Linked DNA regions of Sus scrofa: region 1 is linked to region 2. A link is a contact called in public targeted proximity ligation data. All regions are on one chromosome and are shown on one strand. The core of a region is the stretch at or near the end of the contact, and the rest is flanking DNA. Distances in the headings are between cores, read along the strand shown. Region 1 overlaps SLC8A1 (sodium/calcium exchanger 1). Region 2 overlaps SLC8A1 (sodium/calcium exchanger 1).

Region 1 (6,427 bases), core at 2,388-4,887, 170 kb before region 2:
ATAGGAAGTACTGAACATTTATGTGTAAGTGTGTGTATATGCGTGTGTGTGTGTGCGCATGCACGTGTGTATGCATGCATGTGCAGGCTCCAGACCTTTTTTCTGCTGTATTATCCTTGGAGGATGGGTTTTTAGAGATTATATCAGCACAATGTAAAGAGCGAGGGATAGACATGAGTTCAGTGTTGTTCTACTCAGTGTAGTCAGGAAAACAAGGCAAAATGTTCTCATTGGGATCTGACTGTATTCATATTTTGATGCTATTCTCCCCACTCCAAATGTCCTTTATTGTCTTTCATAAAGACATCCCATAGGCACTCAGTCCTTCTAGTTGCAGCTATAAGGCCACCTCCTCCACAAAGCCATCTATGATTCAACATTCAGAATTATTTTCTTTTCTGAATTTACCATCACACTTTTTTGGTAAATTCACATGGCATATACCCCTTTGCATGGTGATTTTGTTTCTGCTTGATCACCAGTACTGGGCTATAAATGCTTTCAGAACAAAACTTCTGTCTGCTCTAACTGCATTTCTAAAGAGAAGGGAAAGCAATCAAGAAACACTTATTGAATCAGAATATATAACGATGGCTCTATAAATATATATATATATGTATATATATATATATTTACACACACACACACACATATATATTCCTTTTTTTTTTCCTTCTGGGTCAATACCTTTCCCTCATTCAGGAAGCACTGAAACTGACAACCTAGTACTCACAAGGTTTAGAAGTACATTGGAGCTAAACTGGACACCCATGTGAGCAGGGAGAAGCTCATCTCATGGAGTCAAAGGAATTGTGGCTCTGGACAGTCACCATGTCACTTCATTTAAAAGTCACTGTTCATAAATTGGAATTACCCTTTGGTTTGAAAGCATGTGCTCATGACTAAGAAACTGTCTCCAGGCCCAGAAAGTGTACCTTGCTAGTCCTAGAGGAAGCCGATGCCAACAATAATGGCATCTATGTAAGCAACTTTAGGCATGCTTTAAAACCATGAGGAGCCATGAGGACTGATGTGCTGTGTCAAAGAACTCGGTGACACTATAGCCATGCTATGCTTGGAGCCAACTCAGACAATCAGTCCCAGGGGATTGTTGCCTTTATGTCAACTGCTCACATTCCCTAAAACAAAGGGCTAACTCTGGGTCACCTTCCCTCACCCTCACTAATTGGCTGCTGTTAGTACAACTTTGCTCAGGATCCCTTAAGCATGTATACTTGCAATTCCTTCCAAATGTCGCTTATTAGAAACTCTGCTTTCCTGATCCTGGAGGTAATAAACCTGGAGACATGACTTTCATTAGCAAATGGAAGGAGTCTCAAAGTATATCCAGAGATAAACAAATTAAAGGGCATAAAAGATTAGAGTCACTTATAGCTAAAGAACTTCATCGTGATGTATTCAGAAATCAGGCATTCTGTTCCCACATGACATTACAATGCCATTGGCTCTTCCCATTTACCCGGTTTGATTGCTAGCAAAACCCGAAGAGAAAATGTTCCACATCCATGAACTATTCCCAAATCACTGGACTGAAATAATGCCGTTAGTAGTATGCCTACTACTAAAGTTTCCATTAGTTGCCCAAGAGAACAGCAAGAGGAGCTCAGAGGAGTCTTAGCCAAAAATACATAATTACAACATATGGAGAAAACCAAGAGAATAATAAATGGAAAAAGATGAACATATTCAGTGCTGCTAATGGGGAAGTTTCCTTTCATCTAAGTTCTTACATTCTAACATAGTGAGGGTTAAAAACAATTTTACAAACCAAGTTTAAGAGAGGAAAGGAAAAAAATGCAGAAAGATCTGTGTGTTCTTTAGATGACATTTGAAACACACTTGCACGCTTTTAAAAACCATTTGTTGCTGTTGCTATTCAGGCAGTAGGCTTGAGGTCTGTTCAGAAAAATGTCTTAAACTTGGGATACATTGTTCTCTTTTACGATTGGTTTAGCTTGCTGCTTACTTAATAAGAATGGTGGAATTATTCCAGATGTGACACTGATAGAATATTCCAAGGTCTGAAAATTCCTAAAAGCCTATAAGGGCATTTTAAATTTATAGTTTTTTCCCCCATGAACCCCTATGAAAATCAAGTACAGGTTTTCAGATTATTTTTCCATCCCAATTAAGAGTAACTACAATAACAACTACAGACCTCCGTTTTCAGCAGAAGTGACTACACATTTTTGCCCTTAACTGAAGGGAAAACAACCATATGGACCTTGTTCTTAGCCAGCGCTCCATTAAACTAATTAAATTTGCAAAGCCCAACCAGTGACAGACCATGGATTAGCCCCGTTTTAATGACTCCATACCTTTGGCAGAGCCCACTGCAGAAGAGATAAGTTGCCTCATTTTGAATAGGTTAGACAAGATTTGTGCAATACAAACACAATGTAAGCCACATATATGAATTTTTAAAAAGGTAAAATGAAAAGGAAAAATTAATTTTAATAACATATTTTGTATATCCAATATATCTGAAATATCATCTTAACAGAATCAATCTATTTAATACAACAAGGTAAAATTTGTTGAGGTATTTTTAATTCTTTGCTCTTACTAAACCTTTGAAATCTCAGCTGTACTTTATACACACATGACATTTCTTAATGTGGATTAGCACATACGGCTTATAGCTGGCATATTGGACAGTTCAGGATTGAGCGGTGGAATCTGCTTCCCCACTTACTTTCCATTGTTCACACTCACAATCTTTTTTAAGAGTTTAGGGCTTCACTTTTCACATCTGGGCATTAGCTGAATATACAGCCATCGGTACTGGTGAATTAGCCTAAAGATAAAAAGAATAACAGCCAGCCTGCTCCCTATTAAGGAAAACCATTCCTATTGAAAAACATAATTTTTTTAGGTCTAAAAAGTGCTAGGGGCAGAACAAGGTCCAAATGTTTAGCCTGTTGACCCATTTTGAGATAAGTGATTGCAGAATGCTTCAAGCACCTTTAGGCATGATGTGGAAGTTTTGAATTTGAATACATCTTCTCCAGAATTTTGTCAACTTTCTGCTTCAGTTGTGCTGTTTATAACTGACTCATGGGTACAGTGATAACCTTTCCCTCCCTAGAACTAGGAAAACATGACCTGGCAAAGGAATGGATTGCACTTGTATGATCTGCTGATAGAAACATTCTCACTGAGACATGGAAATTAAGTAGAATTAATGAAAAGATTTCAATGAAGAAAATAAGATTATAGAAAATCAGGTTGTTTTCGGAGACTACACCAAATGTAGGGAGAATAAATCATTATGATTCTCCTTTGCAATGATAAAGGGACCGACAAAAGCATTGAGGTTATGAAAAACCAACAAAGAACCGCTTAGACTGTGTCCTCACCTGGTTTCTGGAACAACAATGTAAATTGGCCTGTGTTTTTACAAATCCCAGATTTGTGAAAAATTACCGAATTTTAGTCTGAAAATCAGGGTATCTGCCACTTTCCTCAACATCTATCTACTTCTAGAATCAAAAGATGTCACTTCATCACCTTGAGGCATTTATTTTAATCTGTCCTGAATGTAATTATTCGATCAAGCTATTGTCACAAAATCCTATTAGCTCAAGCAGTGATTGCATTATTCACTTCTTACTCATGCCTTGATTTCAATGCTTATTAAATGCAGGTTTCAGTCAGCCAAAATGAAAGACAAATCTTAAGGATTCTTACATCTTTTTGATTTTAGGGATTATTTCCTACTTGATCTCATGAATAGTGGTCTCAAAGGAAGACTATGTTGGAGTTCCTTATAATGATGTATATGTAGGCATAAGAAATTCAGAGGTGGCTTGAAGGTTTTAACAAAAATTAAGAATAAAACTCATCAAATGACTCAAATGCTTCCTGTGATTATCCTAAAAGGCAATCATCAAAAGCATGAGTGTCAGAAACAGTGAATTAAGTATGAGGGCTTAGAATAAAATGTCAGAGGCAAAAGGGTAGAGCACCCTTTTCACCGCTAGAAACCAAACGGTTGAGGGAAATTTAAAGGAAGAGGAAAATCAGGCATATTCCTGAAGCAGAGCTCCTCACAAGGAAGTGAGCATTATGTAACATGACTGTGGTCTTCTTAAGAGCCCAGTGTTCATGGTTATTAGGTTGTCATTGTTGTTGTTGTTTTAGGGCCACATCTATGCATATGGAAGTTCCTAGGCTAGAGGCTGAATCAGAGCTACAGCTGCTGGCCTACACCACAGCCACAGCAATATTCATTTGCAACTTACACCACAGCCTGCAGCAACACCAGATCATTAACCTACTGCAACCTCATGGGTACTAGTCAGATTCTTAACCTGCTGAGCCACAGTGGGAACTGCCCCATTGTTATTTTTTTCATGGATTCCTTTAGGAGGCACTACATCACTGAAGCTCATGATGGCACACAATGTGGATTCAGGTAGAAAAAACATGAGCCTTAAAGATTCTGAACTACAAAGTGGTGCAGAGTTGCTGAGCTGTGAAAGGAGGAAGTTTGAACATAGCCATTTTTTTTCCAAGTGTATTTCCCTTATTATGTGTGAAAAAGAGTAAGGAAAAATCTAATTAAGACTAACAGTCTCTCGGAGTTCCCTTTTTGGCGCAGTGGCTAAGGAATCTGACTAGTACCCATGAGGTTGCAGGTTCGACCCCTGGCCTTGCTCAGTGGGTTAAGGATCTGCCGTTGCTGTGAGCTGTGGTGTAGGTCGCAGACGCAGCTTGGATCCCATGTTGCTGTGGCTTTGGAGTAGGCCGGCGGCTGCAGCTCCGTTTAGACCCCTAGCCTGGAAACCTCCACATGCCACGGGAGTGGCCGTAGAAAAAGGCAAAAAGACAAACAAACAAACAAACAAACAAAAAAAAAGACTAACAGTCTCTCTCTCTAAGTATAAAATAACACTTTTAGGTGATGAGAAAGCACTGTGTCATAGTTACTTGTGGGCATTGTTTATTTGTTCCTGGTACATAAAATAATGACATGTACAACTAATGATGTCTGAAGTTCATTTAAAGATGATACTGACTCCTACCACCCCCTTAATTTCCTAGGACTTTTTTCCCACCAAGAGATATGTTCCATCCAATGGAAGCCGTCTTCAGATGGCCAACCACTTTCTAATTATTCCTCAGGGTGTGGGATATCACCTATCTATGCAAAGAATGCTCTTGGAGAGAGTGTTGGGGGGAGGGAGAGGAATGTTAGCTCCCTGAATGACAAGACATTGGATGATTTTTGTCTACAACTTTCTCACTTTTCCTACACAAATGACAATATTCTACATGAATAAGCTCTACAGAAATCATGATTACAGTTTCTTAAGCTCCAAAAGTGATCTGCGTTAAGACACACAATCTCTTTTTCTGGGTTTTCCAACTTGCTTACTTGAAATGACTTTAAATGCTACACAAAATAAATTATATTTATATACTTAAGAAATCCACTTTACTAAAAAGATGGAAAGAACATAAAATGATTTCTTGAGAAAATATGAGGCATGAAGTCCCCAAGTTTCTAAATTAGAATGTGGGAATCATGCCTTCTGGAATGTTTGGTTTAATCATCTATAGGGCCAGACCTAGAAAAATGTGTTAAGGTAGTAAAACATAACCTTTCCTCCCCTCATCCTTTTTAAAGCATACTTAGGGTGCTGCTCATCTGAGTTCCCACTAGTTGCAAATTATTTTATTTGGTGGGTTTCCTAAAACATGGCCCTAGAACACATGCTAGGTCTCTTCTCAAAGGATGCTGCAGCTTTTTGAAACTCGCCAGATGGAAGTAACCTTAAAGTTGATGAACCAGACCTCCTTCATAGCCAACATCACTGGAGGGACTGCCTTTCTCCCTTTAATCCAAGTTATCCAAGAGAACTGTTATAAATGTGTGTCTCTACCTCCAGTACCCACAGGGATGAGATGGCAGCTCGAAGGAAGAAAGAAGGAGCAGAAGTGAGAAAGTACTAGTATCTGTCTTATAGAAAGAACCCAAGTTACGCCTCAAGACAGTGAATATTGAAGCAATTCATAAAATTGTCTTCTGGGTCTCTCACTTTCTAGTTATATACCTCTTTTCTTAGTCAAGGTTTCAAAGGCTCACCTCTTCTCTTCTTTTTGGCAAGCACAGATCATTTACAATCTCTTCTAGGAATCACTTGGTACTTATATGCCAATCGGAGTAAACTTGAAGTCAACTGAATATTCCTTGGATGTTAATCTTTCAGGTACCACTGGGCAGGAAAGGGAGGGGACAGAGAGAGATCCTGGCAAGACTGGTAGCTTGCCTGGGAATGCAACAGAAACCCTCCTTTTTTCTGGGTATCCCTGGGATTTTGGTTACTATTTTTATGGAAGTGAAATTATATAGAGGACAGCAGTTTTCTCTTTGGCACATCACTCAATCAGCTCTGTTTTG
Region 2 (6,636 bases), core at 2,128-4,627:
GTAGGGAGATGAGGACATCTAAAGATCTGGATACATTACTTCTGCTAAGATGCAGTCTATGGTTACACCAGCTTTGTTCACAGACACATTACACCACTGACTCACATGAAGCTTGGAGGCAACAAAAACCCCATATCCTGTTTACAGGAACTGGTGTCAAGCCAGGTTCCCCACTTCCTTATTAGGCACTTGGAGATTTTTCAAGACCCAAAATTCAGATCCTTATATTGGTCCCAACTTCGTCCTAAAATCTATGTAATATTACTTAAACATTACTTATTAATACACTAGTTGTTATAGGAATATAACCTAATTAATGTTAATATTCTGACACTGAATTTTGTTGGGAAGAAGTAGGATGTGCCAGTTCCAGGATAATCCTCTTCCTTTTTTATTAAACTTGAGAAACATTTTCTATTATTACTGTTCTTACCACCCTCACATTGTCATCATGGAAGATGGTTGTTACAGCTGTGTCTGCCACCTCCACCTCAGGGAGAGAACAACTACGTGACAACCATTAGCTGAGGACATAAAGCATTAAGCTGGGAACAGAAGGATCAGCACATAATCTCTTAATTATTAATGTGCATGAGCTTCAAGAGCTTCATTTTAAGAAAAAACAGATCGTCTTGGCAATGCTATATCTTAGGGCTTTGACTTATTTTCCAGCCATCAGTTCTCTTGGGATATTTCACTCTACTCCCATCAAATCTCACTTGATTAAGTAATGCTTATTGGGTCATGGCTTAGCCAGCCTCACAGCCTCTGTTCTTCTATCTCTGGCTTATCAATATGTGTCAACACCAATACCATGGAATAGGCCGGAAACAAAATCCTGGCCAGTCCATTTGAATTCTCTTTAGCAGCTCTTATAAATGTCTTTCCAGCTAAATTGTAGAGCCATTGACTGGAGCCAATCTGGGGAGTCAGCTGTGGGTTAAGCTTGGCAGCATATTTTGTGAGCTGAATACCATGAGAAGGAATTTTTCTTTATTTGCTGATGGGGTAGAAAAGGAATGAGGCAAACCACTGGTTAGAAACATGAAAGAAATAGTTTGAAATTTTCCCTTTGGTTTGTATCTTTGTGATATATGTTTAAGGATAAAGCTCTATGAAATAAAGACCACAAAGAGGTAAAAAAGTTGAGATAACCATTAAACTTTATGGGATGCCTGGCAGTCTTAGAAAATATGTCATGGAGAGATATGGTATTCTAACAGCTGCACATTTATAAATTCTGGATGTTAAGTCTGGGCAACAGACTCAACAGCAATATAATACATATTAAAATTAAGAAAAAAGGCTTCTTTCCTCTGTGCTTATCACTGAGTCACTGCATGGGCAGGAATGATAAATCTTTCAGAGTTAGTTCTAGAACCAGAGCATAGGTGGGTGAGTTCTTGAGGTTCAGACATGTTCCCACAGGTTAAACAGAGGACAGGACACCGGATCCATAAGAAATCAATTTGCATTTCCAGCTTTCCTTCCAGCACACCCTCCCTGCTAACAACTTCTCTCCAAGAGGCTCTCAAATGTCTCTTTTCTCTTTTCCCCTTCATTTCACCTCAAACTCCTGAGAAGGCTTCACTGGCCTCCTGTTGTTTTTGAAGCGACTTTGCTTTTTCCTATATAATTAACAGCCTAAACTATTTCTGAGTCAAACACAATCTCCGGGTGAAAATTGTATGCCTTAGGTATCTTATCAGACTAACTCGAGCTTCTTGCTAAAGTGTGTTGAACTCTGATAGAGTAACAAAATACGTTCAATTTACAAAGTACCCTGATCCTATAAATATGTTCCAATGGAAGCAAAGAAAGCCTGCATTCTATTCTTGGTCAGTATTTCAAGAAATTAATTCGAACTTCGGTGTTTTACAATTTACAAAACACTTGCACACTTGTCTTCTTTATTTAATTACGACAACTTCGCTACTAACAACATTATTAAGGCTGTCCTACAATTATCATTTCCACTTTACAAATTAAAGAAATGGAGAGTCAGAGAAGTTAAACTTGATAGATTAAGGAATTTAATCCCAATACTTAAATGATACAAAATTCAGGGCATTTTACCTAGTCTTTTCGCTTAACACACTAGGAGTCATTTGCAATCACTCCTAAGAGTTCCACCTAAATATCATTTTCTGACTTGAGAGAAGTAAAACTCTCTGTCCTTCCTCTGCTCCAAGTTTCAGATAAATTTGTTGCAAGGGGGTAACAGTTGGAAAAGATCTCTTTTTGGCCAAATTGTGCCCAAGGTTCAAGGATTTCTAAGTATGATACTAGTGGTCCCTCAGCTCCACTTCTGAAATGGGTCCAGTTTACTTCATTTCAGGCTCTTTGCCCAAGCATTTGGAGCTCAAGCATAGACTTGTATTTTCTTTTCTTCTTCTTTTTTTTTTAAATTATAGTTTATTTACAACGTTAAGCCACTTTCTGTGGTACAGCAAAGTGACCTAGTCTCTCACACACACACACACACACACACACACACACACACACACACACACACACATATATACACTCTTTTTCTCATATTATCTCCCATCATGCTCTATCTCAAGGATTGGATACAGTTCCCTGTGCTGTACAGCAGGACCTCATTGTTCATCCACTCTAAATGGAATAGTTTGCATCTACTAACCCCAAACTCCCAGTCTATCCCACTCCCTCGCCCTCCCCCTTGGCAACCACAAGTCTGTTCTCTACATAGACTTAAAATTTCCTTCCAATCTAGAGATCAGCTTTTAAAAAAATGGAAAAAAACTTCTCAAAATAAATTGCTACATATTAGCATCATAACTTCAGAAATAGGGAGGGATTAGGGGTGAAAAAATAAGAGGGAAAAGAGAAAAAGCTCAGGACTGCCCTGTCAGCTATCATGGACCTGACCAGTCATACATAGTTTTCAGTAACTCTGAACATGGGTTTGGAGCCTGGCAAAGGCTGACTTCAATTTGATCAAGCCCCAGTTTCCCAAGTCCTAAAAGAAAACATGAAAATAATATCTTTTACCTCCTATGATTTTTGTGAGAACTGAATGAGATCATGAAAGTAAAGAACTTGCACATAGTAAATGCTCAATAAATCCTAGCTCTTTTTATTATTATGAGATGTTATCTGATTCTGGAGATGGAACAAACAGAGACAAATGTATTTCAAGAAGGACTGTGAAAGAATGAAAGGATAAATTATATTTTTTTTGTGATGGGGTGTGTAAAACTGTCTCCATGCAGAGTTGACCCTATTCTGTGGAAACACCGTCTCTGGCAAGCAGTTTCTGAGCATGTGACATCGCTGGTTCCTCTGTTGCCATAGCAGCAGCCCTGCAGCCAGACAACACAGTTTTACAACAGAACAAGGGCCAGAGTCGGTCTCTCAGGCAGTCACGGAGAACCAAAAGCAGGGCTATATTCGTACATGAAATCAGGAGGCAATGTCTTAGCCATTCCTTAATTTATAAGCATTGTTTATTCTCTTTGGAGCAAATTCAATGCTTTTTCAAGGCATGTATGGCTGCAAAAGCCAAGTAATTTTTTAAAAAGAAGAAAATTACAATAAGCCCCTCTTAATGCAGGAAGGATTAGAAAGATTGCTACTAGTAATCAAGAAATGTTTATAATAATCACATTTACCCCAGACTTTCATCTATGAATCTAAACAGAAAGCTTTAATCCTACAGACTGTAGGCTGATGCCATGGCTATATATGGTCACAGAACTCCTAAAGGGAAGAAAAAGGAAAAGAAGGAGGAAAAAACCTCAGATGCTATGTCTTTTATAATTTGTATATATATTCTATCACAGGGATTTGTTAACCTTGGCCAAATTTACAAGTAAGATTCATTAATCAGCTTTATCCAAGTACATGTAACACTTTCCAATTTAAGAAGCCACAAAGTCCCCTCCCTTTGGGAAATCACACTGTTTATCATGCTGTATTTTCTTCACAGATAAAACTGCTAGGGCAAACATCAAAAGACAGCTGAATTCCATATTCTGTGGGCTTGACGGCCCCAGAGAGGGCAAGGCATATTAATTTTTCGTGTAGCCAACTTTGAAGAACACTCTCTCACTTTTAAAATTTTTCTTCCTTTCTCTCTACCTCTTCTGACCTTCAGGTTCGAAAGGATACTTCTTGGAAGTGTTCAAATATTCTCGGAAATGGCAGATTTTCCCACATTCCTTCTGGGATGAAGGCACTTCCACAAAAAGACTGGGTTCTAGGGATTCCTGCTGAAGACACTTCCTCCTTTGCAGTGAGAGCCATTGTTTATAGGATGTTTTGTTGTTTTGTTCATTTCCCCAGTGTAACAATGGAAAGTCATTATCTCCGGCTTTTGATCATAACATAGGAAGGGATAGCAAACTGCCTCACCTACTAGTGAATGGAAGAGAAATCCCAGGTGGCTTATGGGGAGCGGTGTCCAAGGAATACAAAGGAGAAAGGATATTAAAGGGAGAAATGGAATTCTTATAAAATACCAACATCAGCCTGAATTGTTTCCATTAAAACTCACCCAACCTGCTTGGAAAAAAAAAGTTTGTCATCAACTTTAAACTAAAGAAGGAAGCCCAGAAATGTCAGTATGCTTATAATCATGAACATAATTATTACTTTTTTTTTTTTTTTTTTTTTTTTTTTTTTGCTTTGAAGGATATCTCTTTAAAAAGCTGTGGTGATTAGATTTTGTGTTTTTACAACACCGAGTTTTTAAAAAGTGTGAATGTCAATTGAAAAATTAAAGCATATGCAACCCTACCTTTACTAACACACAAAGTTGTCTTGAACAATTTATACCCCCTTTCCACCCACAGGTCCTCTATTTGGGTCAATCTCACCAAAAGCCTGACTCTTCAAAAATACATAATCACAGTTGTGATGAAATCTCCCATGCTCAAACTTTACAGCCTACAGTTCAATGTCAATTGGAATAATAACCTGAATAACCAATACTAAACTTATAATCAGCTTTCTTTCCTCTCAGTAAAATGAATGACATGAGACCGATTTACAGTTTGAGAAGACTAAATTCTCTAGAGTATCTATTTTTTAGCTGGCCCTTTGGCAAGTTGTTTTACACACACTACACTATTTAGCTGGCCCTACAACTCACTGGAAAAGTCAGTAATACATCTGATTTATAGAAAATGAATGCTCAGAGAATTTCAGTCACAACCAAAACTGCACAGTAAGATCTGGAGCCCAGAATCTTATTTCTTCTGCTTACAAACAAACAAACAAGCAAACAAACAAACAAAAACAAACAAACCAGCAGATAAACCAGACAGGGAAGGATCAATGGGAAGTGGCATGCAGTGGTGGATTTCTTTGTATGCATTGCCAACTTCCAGTTCCCCATTCTTTGCCATCTGTACCTCTAAAGCAGTGGGTTTAGGGATTCTTCATATATCTTCAATGAATATGGACCAGATGAACAGGAAGGTAGCTTGATGAAGTAACTAAATTCATGTCATCTTCCCAAGAAATCTGAGAGAGAGGTATTGGTCTATTTACAGGTACACTCCTTGCCTCACTCAGGGTAAAACACCACGTGCAAGGAAGTAAAGGTCTGGACTTCTCTACCCCTAGGCACCCACAGATTTACAGAGGATTCAAAGGAAACATCCAGAAATAATACTAAATTACAGAAAGGGCTCTTCTAAATGTTCCAAAACATACAGACAATGAGGAGAAAGAACTTTGGGCTCAGTTGAATAAGAAAACACTAAAGAACAGAATGAATGAATGTAGACACCTGAGATATGGAAAAGGTTTAAGGCTCGTGGTGTGTGTGTTGGGGGTGTATGTGAATAATTCATAATTATAAATTGTAAACTTTGCACAAAGGAGACTAGATCACAACCAGGGAGATTATTTTGACTGTGAACAGGCTTGTAGAAGAAGGGAGAACTGGGCAAAGAAATCATTTGGAAAGTTTTTACCCAAATCCAGCCTTGCTGATGATAAGTTATGCCAATGTGGTAGTAAAAAGAACAAGGACAGTCAGCTTCCCCGCCTGACTCACACGCAGCATCCTACCAGATACCCACTACTTCACATTGTGATAATAAAGTAGTACCAACTGCTTTAGGAATCACCAAAGATGATACACATTTAAAGAAGTACTTTGTAGGAGTTTCCCGGTGGTCTAGCAGGTTATGGATCTGTGATGTCACTGCAGTGGTTCAGATTCGATCTCTGGCCTGGAAAATTCTGCCTGCTGTGGCCACAGCCAAATCATTAAATAAATAAAAATAAAGGGGTACTTTGTTTTTAGAGTTGAGGCACTGAAAACATAAGACTAGCCATTTTAAAAAAGAACCATCGTTATCTTTTAAAAAGGAGCTCCTTCACAGGGAACTACATCCAGTCTCCTGGGACAGACATAATGGAAGATAATATGAGAAAAAGAATATATAAATATATATATATATACATATATATGTTATGTACAGCAAAAATTGACTCAACACTGTAAATTGATTATACCCTAATAAAAAATAAATTTAATATAAAAAAGGAGCCCCTTGCATTTTCATCTTTCTTATTTACCAGATCTAGCTTCATCAGTACAAGGGAGAACGGTAATCCAGAGTAATAAATCTTCCAGGGAAAGCACTCTACCTCTGG

Evidence for each region.
Region 1: a targeted proximity ligation map of alveolar macrophages shows a contact between it and region 2. A contact is called at or near these places in 2 of 47 Hi-C or Micro-C datasets (both in embryonic fibroblasts) and 1 of 2 datasets of targeted methods (alveolar macrophages).

What each region holds. Positions count from the first base shown.
Region 1 is chr3:100,123,046-100,129,472 of Sscrofa11.1, reverse strand. The region is part of intron 3 of SLC8A1 (sodium/calcium exchanger 1); the gene reads right to left. Among named protein-coding and RNA genes, the nearest start is that of SLC8A1, 300 kb to the right of the region's middle.
Region 2 is chr3:99,952,637-99,959,272 of Sscrofa11.1, reverse strand. All of the region lies in intron 3 of SLC8A1 (sodium/calcium exchanger 1), which reads right to left. Among named protein-coding and RNA genes, the nearest start is that of SLC8A1, 130 kb to the right of the region's middle.